Regions from separate parts of the Ovis aries genome. Here region 2 is linked to region 1. A link is a contact called in public Hi-C data. All regions are on one chromosome and are shown on one strand. The core of a region is the stretch at or near the end of the contact, and the rest is flanking DNA. Distances in the headings are between cores, read along the strand shown. Region 1 overlaps FAM107B (family with sequence similarity 107 member B). Region 2 holds the start of FAM107B (family with sequence similarity 107 member B).

The links. Hi-C and Micro-C count contacts between places; a contact is called where the count stands out from the background.
Region 2: a contact with region 1 is called in a Hi-C map of liver, with 2.2 times the contacts expected there. The contact joins the promoter of FAM107B here to the enhancer-like site in region 1. A contact is called at or near these places in 6 of 16 Hi-C or Micro-C datasets (blood, liver, mixed tissues and 1 more).

What each region holds. Positions count from the first base shown.
Region 1 is chr13:28,602,201-28,606,777 of ARS-UI_Ramb_v3.0, forward strand. All of the region lies in intron 1 of FAM107B (family with sequence similarity 107 member B), which reads right to left. Among named protein-coding and RNA genes, the nearest start is that of FAM107B, 34 kb to the right of the region's middle. Within about 2 kb of position 1,436, at least 18 of the 54 cell types and tissues checked have an H3K27ac peak or open chromatin away from gene starts, as enhancers often do. A contact at or near this core is called in liver, where this site is marked.
Region 2 is chr13:28,636,710-28,641,019 of ARS-UI_Ramb_v3.0, forward strand. FAM107B (family with sequence similarity 107 member B) reads right to left here and starts at 2,088. Exons shown (of 5, transcript XM_042230569.1): 1 at 1,942-2,088.

The sequences.
Region 1 (4,577 bases), core at 186-2,685:
TGTTAAAAATTACAGTATAACTCAGCTTCTTAACACCAAAACAACAATTCTATTTACATATTTTTTAAGAAACAGGACAAAATCCACAGTTAACTGGAGTGAACGATGAGTAAGATGGGGCTTCCCCTGGTGGCTCAGTGGTAAAGAATCTGCCTGCCAAGGAAGGAGACACAGGTTCGATCCCTGATCCAGGAAGATCGTACATGCCGAGGAGCAACTAAGTCCGTGCACAAGTACTGAGGCAGTGCTCTGCAGCAAGAGAACCTACCGCAATGAGAAGCCCGCACACCACAACTAGAGAGTAGCCCCCACTCACTGCAACTGGAGAGCGCCTGCACATAGCATGGAGACCTAGCACAGCCAATAATAAATAACTAAATAAAATTATTTTAAAAAATAAAAAAAAAAAACAGTAAGAGGAAGTTCTCCAGTCCTGGGTACCTGCAACACAACTGTCCAAGGTCATCTACACCGACCACATGGGAACCGGGCCAGAAAATGGTAAGGGAGGCAACTAAGAATTGATCTGTTTTTCTTCCTGGTAAAAAGAGACGTGGCAGCAGTAGTGGTGGTTATGAAACAGGAGAAAGAGCTAAGCTTTAAAGTCTGAGGAGCCCAAAGCCAACTCTGCCACGTATTAGCTGGATGACCTTGGTTCAACAATATAAATACCTAAAATGATTACTCAATAAATATTAGCATGTGGGCTGAACAGTCCTAAATGTCCCCACATAGTGCATTTTCACAACACTGGAGGTAGATTCTGAGTGCCAGAGCGGCTGAGGCAGCAGTCCTCCACTTTTCTGGCTCCAGGAACCAGTTTCATGGAAGACAATTTTTCCATAAACAGGGGGCAGGAGTGGTTTTGGGATGATTCAGGGACATTACATTTACTGTGCACTTTATTTCTATTATTATTACATCAGCTCCATCTCAGATCATCAGGCATTAGATCCTGACAGTTGGGGATCCCTGGGCCAAGGCACTTATCCAAATTCACACAACTAGTCATGGAAAGGCCAGAGTTCAAACATAAGTCAACTCATTTCAAGACGTGTGTGGGGGCTGCCTTCTGAGCCTGGTTCCTTATCTTCCCTTCTCAGGGTTGCTGTTTAGATTAACATCTGCTAATAAGGACTCATCACTCCCATGACCCAGCATCTCAGCTGCTACCTGCGCAGGTCACCAAATATCTCAGGTGAGTGGGCTTCACCTATTCAAACTCAGAAACTTATCTTTTGTTCAGCAATAGAAACCTTATCTTTGTTTTCCTCCTACCCTCTCACTGCTCCACCCTTCAAACACACCTCCCCTACAAATACCTTTTATTAACCTTAGGAAATATTTCACCAGCACTGCAGGCAAGGGTACACAACACCTACCATGAGTATGTTTACTAAAGGAAGGGAGGTGAGTGTCTAACGTTTGTTAGGCAGGGCTGAGTTGTCAGGCTTCATTCAGAGCCAAGACAATGACAGACAGACAGCACAAAGGCTGGACTCAGAAGGCACGGCAGGAGCACCCCAGAACAATCACGAGGGTTAAATTGTATTTACCCTGTGAGGTCCTGACCAGGGACAGAATGAAGGCAGGAGAGCGACTGAGCCAGTTGTGGCTTGGGGATCCGGCAGGAATTAGAGGGGCAGAGCCTCAAATATGCCAGGAATTCTGCTGAAGGCAATAAACAATCTCATAGTGGAGGGTAGGCTGGCATTAAAACAGTTTTGGAAACAGGAAGTACCGGGACTGAGTGGTTAATGAGTGTCGACAGAACTTTTCAAAATGGGGTTACATTTCTCCCTTGCTTTCCTGTCCACCTTAGTTGGCAAATGCTACCTCCTCCACTTCCTTACTCCTCAAAAAGTGGGTAAACAGAAGCACTGACGGGCTGGTTCCATGAACAGAACCAAAGCACATCAAACAAGTTAATTTCACCAAGTTGATCAAAGACATGTCAATAATACAACATCACCCAATCACTGAATCCAGTCTGTTTTAAAAACAAAGAAATTAACCGTGCATGTGCCCTCAAGGTGTAACAAGCTAGCTATATATGTTAGACTTAAACTATTAGTTTTCATAGAAACAGTAGACAGTAAATGCCTGCATAGATCAGTATTTGCCAATTTAGCTCTTTGTTTTACACTATACATCCTATCACTAATTATATTATATACTTTCCAAGTATTAAGAATTCCCCAGTTTGGGTTTCCCTGGTGGCTCAGTGGTAAGGAATCCGCCTACCAATGCAGGGGACACAGGTTCAATCCCTGATTCGGGAAGATCCCACAGGCTTTGGGCCAACTAAGCCCATGCACCACAACTACTGAGCTTCTGCTCTGGAGCCCAAGAGCTCCAACTACTGGGCCCACGTGCCACACACTGAAGCCCATGAGCCCTAGAGCCTGGGCTCTGCAGCAAGAGAAGCTACCGCACCGACAAGCCCATGCAGCAACAAAGACCCAACACAGCCAAAAATGGACAAATGCATATTAAAGAAAGGAATCACTATTTTGCCAAACCAAAAGGGAATACAACCCATAAGGCTGACTTGGAAAAATACACTCATAAATCTAAAGGACATACATTGAATTTATGAATGTTCAGAAAACAGGACACTGCTGATATATAGCTATTTAACAATCTGAAGAGATACAGTGGCTTTTTACCCTTAGGGAAAAAATTATGAAACAACCTACCTGATTAAATAATATTATCTAACAAAAGTAGATTTCCTAATACATTCATTATTTTAATTAAATTAAGTACTGATAACATTATGAGTTTACAATCATAAGTCATACAATCATATGATCGAAAGTCATTCCCACTGACATACTACTTTTTAAAAAATTGTATTAGAGTTGATTTACAATGTCAAGTCAGTTTCTGCTATACGGTTAAGTAAATCAGTTATACATATACATACAGCCACTTTTTCTTAGATTCTTTTCCCATACAGGTCATTACAGAGTATTAAGTAGAGGTCCCTGTGCTATACAGTAGGTTATTAGTTATTTATCTTATATATAGTAGTGGCATACTCACTGACATTTTTATTTAATGCCTGATTATAAAACAAAGATACAAAGTACCCTAGATGAACACCTTTGCATTTAATCTAGTTTTATTTTGCCTCTAATCTAGTTTTATTTTGCCTCTAATCTAGTTTTATTTTGCCTCATTCTCACTTTTTAAAATAAGCTGTTTCCACCTCACTAGCTAAAATCAAATTTTGTTTTCTCTTAAAATAGTTCACTGCCAGTTTTACAAGATCCAACTCAGTGGCTTGAAATGACTGGATGTTACTTATTTCCTCATTACATCTGCTACTGACCATTTTCTTTACAATTAATCCAAACAACACATTCTGTCAAAGGCCACAGGTCCAAGCACCAAAAATGCCAGGTCTTGGTCCCAGCTCAGCCACTGCCAGGCTCTGTGGTTCAGAAAAGGATCATGTCCCTAGTGGTCAGTTTCCTCACCTGTGAGCCCCAGACCAGGAGAGCAGTGATTCTCACCAATCAGGACAGACACACACACACACACACACACACACATACACGACACAGACTGAACACAGACACACACTGGACACACACACACACACACACACACACACACACACACATACACACACTGCACCAGGCAACACAGTCACGCCCCAACAGAGACAGGCCTTTCTAAGCCACTCCATCTAAGCCACTCCCTAACTCCGCAAAGGGGAAATGTGTGAACTATTTTTGCCCATCTTTAGGTATGCATGCTAAATCGTTTCAGTCTGACTTTTTGCATGGCCATGGACTGTATGTAGCTGGCCAGGCTCCTCTGTCTATGGGAGTGGGTTGCCATGCCCTCCTCCAGGGGATCTTCCCCACCCAGGGATTGAACCCATGTCTCCTGCGTTCCTATACTGCAGGTGGATTCTTTACTGCTCAGCCACCTGGAAGTTCTATTTTTTTCAGTATAATAGAAAATAATAGGGTGACTCTTCAGGAGATCTGTGACCAGAAGAAATCCAGATTAAATTCTGTATCTGAAATGCAGCCCCTCACTGCTTGTACACCCAGACTCTCCATGCTTAGAGGCAACCAGGCAGAGTAAGAAAGCAAACCAGTAAGACAGCACAGCACTCCTCTCTCAGCATTCCCTACAATAAAGAACACTACTGGATTAATAACAATTAATAACAACTGCTCTAAAGAGGCCTTCCATCCGGTCCTCCTCTGTCATCTGAAACGATTGATTTCACCACCAGTAATTTGACATCAGAAATTTACAATAAACTAGTCCATGCCCATTCTTCCCCAAAGCACAGAATATCTCCAAGTGCTGATGGTGGTGTTTCTGGATTGTTCCTGGCTCAGCCAGGATGCTGTGATTGAAAAAGAAAATACATCAGTCAGCGCTTGGCTTGCCAGCCGTCAGCCAGGTCACAGTATTGTCATTGGTCACAGTCCCGATGAATGACGGTTCTGCTCTTGACACCACAAAGCTGTGCCAACCACTGGCTGGACTAGCCCCTTCCCAAGTGTTCTTCCTGCTGGGAACCTGCAGAATGTGACCCAGGCCACCAG
Region 2 (4,310 bases), core at 838-3,337, 35 kb after region 1:
TGGAAAATAAAAGTATATAATGACAAAAACATTCAGCGGCCAAATGTGTGGTTGAACGCGTTTTTTGTTTGTTTTTTCCCAGAACACAGGCACTTAAAAACTACTCTCTACACTCACAGGAAAATCCTTCTTGTTTTACTTTCCCAATGTAAGGTCTTTTAGAAGCAAGCATGTCACCAGCTACAAAACCATAACTATTCCTGATTCTACAACGAGTTCTTTTCTGTTACAATTTTTCATGGATCTTAGAACACAATTTTATTTTTTTAACATTTTTTAAAATGAAAGGTTGCTTTTATTTTTTAAAAAAGTCAACCCAAAGCTACTCCTGAAATCCAAGGAACAGAGTACATTAAACACTTTCATCAGTCCATTCTTTCCTATTTCAGTGGAACTTGCATTGTTTTTTCCTACTTCTTCCCTCCCCCTTCTGCACAGGTGGTTATTTGCAAGGCTATAAGGAAATATATTTCAAACAATTTGTTGGCAAAACACTATTGTAGACTAAGGTTATTAGAGATCATATTTTAGACCAATGGCAGTGGTCAAGATTAATAATCAGTAACTCCTTCATTCATTCACATTCATCTACACACACACACACACACACACACACACACACACACTTCACACCAGGGCTGCCAAGCCATAAATGAAGCAAACAAGCCTTTATTCTAGGGTATGTCTGGGTGGTTGGGTACGAGTGACTCTTTTTTCCCTATGTTTCTTTTCAATTTGTTAATAAACATATATAATTTTACACCTAAAAGCTTTAAACTGGAAACTACTAGCATTAAGAAATCTCTAGACATGCACCTCAGATACTATCTCAACTTAAAGCAATTTGTACAGCTGAAATCTCCAACGTGATGAAAGGGGGACACGGTCCGAACAGAAACTAAGTACCTGTTGGCAAGTTAAAAATATAAAGCCTAACAGGCCTTATTCCAATTTTCTATATTCGTCTTGAATATCACACTCATTCTCATCAAAGAACTTTGCTCTACTGTCACTGACTCAAGTCTTCCCGCAAAAGGCAGGCTATGGTATCTTACTACAGAGAAGATCTGCCATTTATCCTCTATGGGATTCCTCTTCATATTTCAGAAGGACTGACTGTTACCATTCCCTATAAAGCTCGTCAAAACTTGGCCAGAGGCATCCACGCTATTCCAGAGAGGACCCGAAGATGCTCGGGGAAGGAGTTATGAGAATCAAAATTTTAGGACTCCTTGGGTACAGACGCCACCCAACATACTGGGTTCACTGGAGCAGTAAGAGCGGAGCGGAGAGGAGACAGAAATGGAAAAGTTACTTGCAGGCTGTTTGGGAAACAGTGCCCCGATCACCCTTCAACCAGCGGCGCAACACCCCCCCTCACCCCCCGCGGCCCCTCCTTTGTTTGTCCAGGCAGAGGCTCCGCGGCGGCCAGGGCTGCGAGGGGCGAGCCGGGCGCCCCGGGCTCGGCATCTGGCCGCGCGCGGCGCAGCCGGTGGGCAGCGCATCCCTCCAAGCAGGGTCTCTCCATTTTCAGGGCCGAGGAAGCAACAATAAGCCGAGCGGAGCGGCCGCCCAGGCTCGCCTCCCTGGCGGCGCCCCCCGTATCCCCTGCACCCCCGGGCACTGGGGACTCCTCGCACGCGGGCCCTGCCACGCCCCGACCCCGCACCCCGGACCTGTCCCCTGCACCGCGCGGGGTGGCCGGGGCTCCCCGCAAGCCCACCGCCCTGCGCACCGTAACCCCCCAACCCCCGCACGCCAGGACCCCCACCCCAGCGCCAGCCGCCGGGAGGGGAAGCCTGGCGGCCCTTCCCACCCCGGGAAAGCCTCGCGCCGGGGGTCAGAGCAAGGTGGGCGGCCGCGCCGTAGCCCTGGCGGGCACCCCGCCTCCCCTCAGCTCCCAGTCTTTGTGTGCAAAGTAAGTGCTGGAGGCGAACCCACCTCGGCGCGCGCACAAAGGCGCGCGGCTCCCTCCCCGGCGCTCGCTCCGGGCGGCCGCGGCGGCACCCAGCGGCCCAACAGCTGAGAGCGGCCCGGGCGGCGGTTCTGACGGCGGCTGCTACCCGTCCGGCGCTGGGCGGCTCTTTCACACCCCGCGGCCCGGAGCTTCCGAATTAAGCGGCGGGGCGGGGCGGGGGCGGGGCGAGGTTGCCGAGGCCACGCCCTCGGACACGCCCCGCCGCGCTGGCTGGAGCTCCGCGCTCCGGACCGGGGCCCACTAGGGCTATACCGGGAAAAAGTCAGCGGGTTTGGTTCCGGAGGTTTTCCTTCTGTGGTTTTAGTTTGGTTCGCTTTGGGAACTCTCGAAGGAGAGAGAATACTGTATTGGAACAAAAAACTGAGTATCACCAGATGAGGGAAATGGGAAATTAAATTACACACACACAGCCCGCCACCACTACCACCACCCCCGCAAGCACAAGCACTGTGGAGTGTTTGGCTGCTGCTGTCTGGATTCAAGCTTCCCCGTTAAAGTCCTGCCAACACGTCTCCAGAGAAAACTCAAAGGGACAGGGAATCAGATTTGTTTTGTAACTGTACAAATTTACTGGCCAACCAGGGCCTGAAATCCAGAGACCGGGTAATTTGTTCAGACTCCTCCTCCTCATTCATGAAAGGGTATTTAAATTTATAGGAAAGGAGAAAAAGGTTTGTTTTGCCTCTTTTCTTTTTTCCTCTCAAGTTTTCATTTTTCTCAGCTCTCTTAGAGCGAATTGCTTTTCTGACCAACCCTAAGACTCTTAGATTACAATCTACCTGAATCACAGCAGGTTAAAAAAAATAAAAAGTTGGGGGAGGTATCTGTTTCAGGGTAACAAACAATAAAGACAACAGGTAATGGCTTTTAGATCAAAAGATTTTAATTTTCTTGGCCGCAGATGAATAAGCACTTATTTATGGGCAAACCTTTCTGACCAAAACAGCTTGGGTCATGATCACACAAAAAAGTCATATCAATTATGGGTTTTGGTAAACCAGTTGGGACTTCCCCGGTGGCTCAGGGGTAAAGAATTTACCTGCCAGTGCAGGAGACTCCGCTTCCATCCCTGGGTTGGGAAGATCTCCTGGAGAAGGAAATGGCAACCCCCTCCAGTATTCTTCGTTGGGATAATCCCGTGGACAGAGGAGCCTGGCAGGCTACAGTCCATGGGGTTGCAAAGAGTCTCGTACATAATTTAGCAACTGAGCACACGAACCAATAACTTCCTCCAAAGATGCTCTGAAGTCACAACACTTTAGAGTTTGGTCATCCCTAGGCTCTGAAGCCAGCTGGCAGCGGGGTGGGGGGGGGGGGGGCGGGGATCACCTGCCACAGGATTTTTTTTTGTTGTTGTTGTTGTTGTTTTTTGTTTGTTTGTTTGTTTTTTTATTTTTGCCACAGGATTTAGAGAGACAGTGTCTTCCAAGCCCAAAAATTCACCTGTGTGAACTTTATCCACTCTGTTCCCCACAAGTCTTCCTTCTCTCCCGTTCTTAGGTTGTGTAGGCTCTGCTCTTGACAATGGATCCACCAGTCACGAAACCAGAATCTGGGATCTGGCCTAGATTTTCCCCATGCCCACATGGGACTCAGTTCTCCATGATGCCTTGATGGCTCTCCCTGCCCCCATCCCTCCGGTTCTACCACAGCTGGCCTTTGGGCTCTGTCATCACCCTGTAGCAGTAGCCTCCCAATATCCCCAGCCTCCCATCTCACACATGCTTTTCCTCCAGATTGCTTCCCCAGTGAAATTTCAAAGTTCCAATCTGCTCTTAAAACCCTTAGCTAGTGGGAAGCTACTATATAGCACAGGGGGCTCAGCTCCGTGCTCTGTGATGACCTAGAGGGGAGAGATGGGGAGGGCAGGAGCAAGGCTCAAGAGGGAGGGGGTATATGTATATATATATACACACACACACATAGCTGATTCACCTCAATGTACTGTAGAAACAAACATATCGTAATACAATTACATTCCAATTAAAAATAAATAAAATAAAAAGTCCTTTAAAGGATGTCCAATTCCTACTACATGACCCAGTTCAAGTTCCTTCACACAGTACCCCATAGAGCAACACATTTTTTGATGTCACCTTGATGACCTTCCTGGGGTCTTTCTACTTCCTCCAAACACATACCCATGGCTCCACTCAGCCAGAGTGCTATATTTGCTAAATGGCCCTATTTTGTGACTATGAGGACTGCATGAAAGAATCAGTCACCTGCTGGCTTTTCTACATGCCTCCCCTCTGCCTAGCACACCTCCCCACCCCAACCCCCAAGAGCTCCTCTCCTCTCTGAAACCCAGGTTCCTCTGAGAAGACTTCCT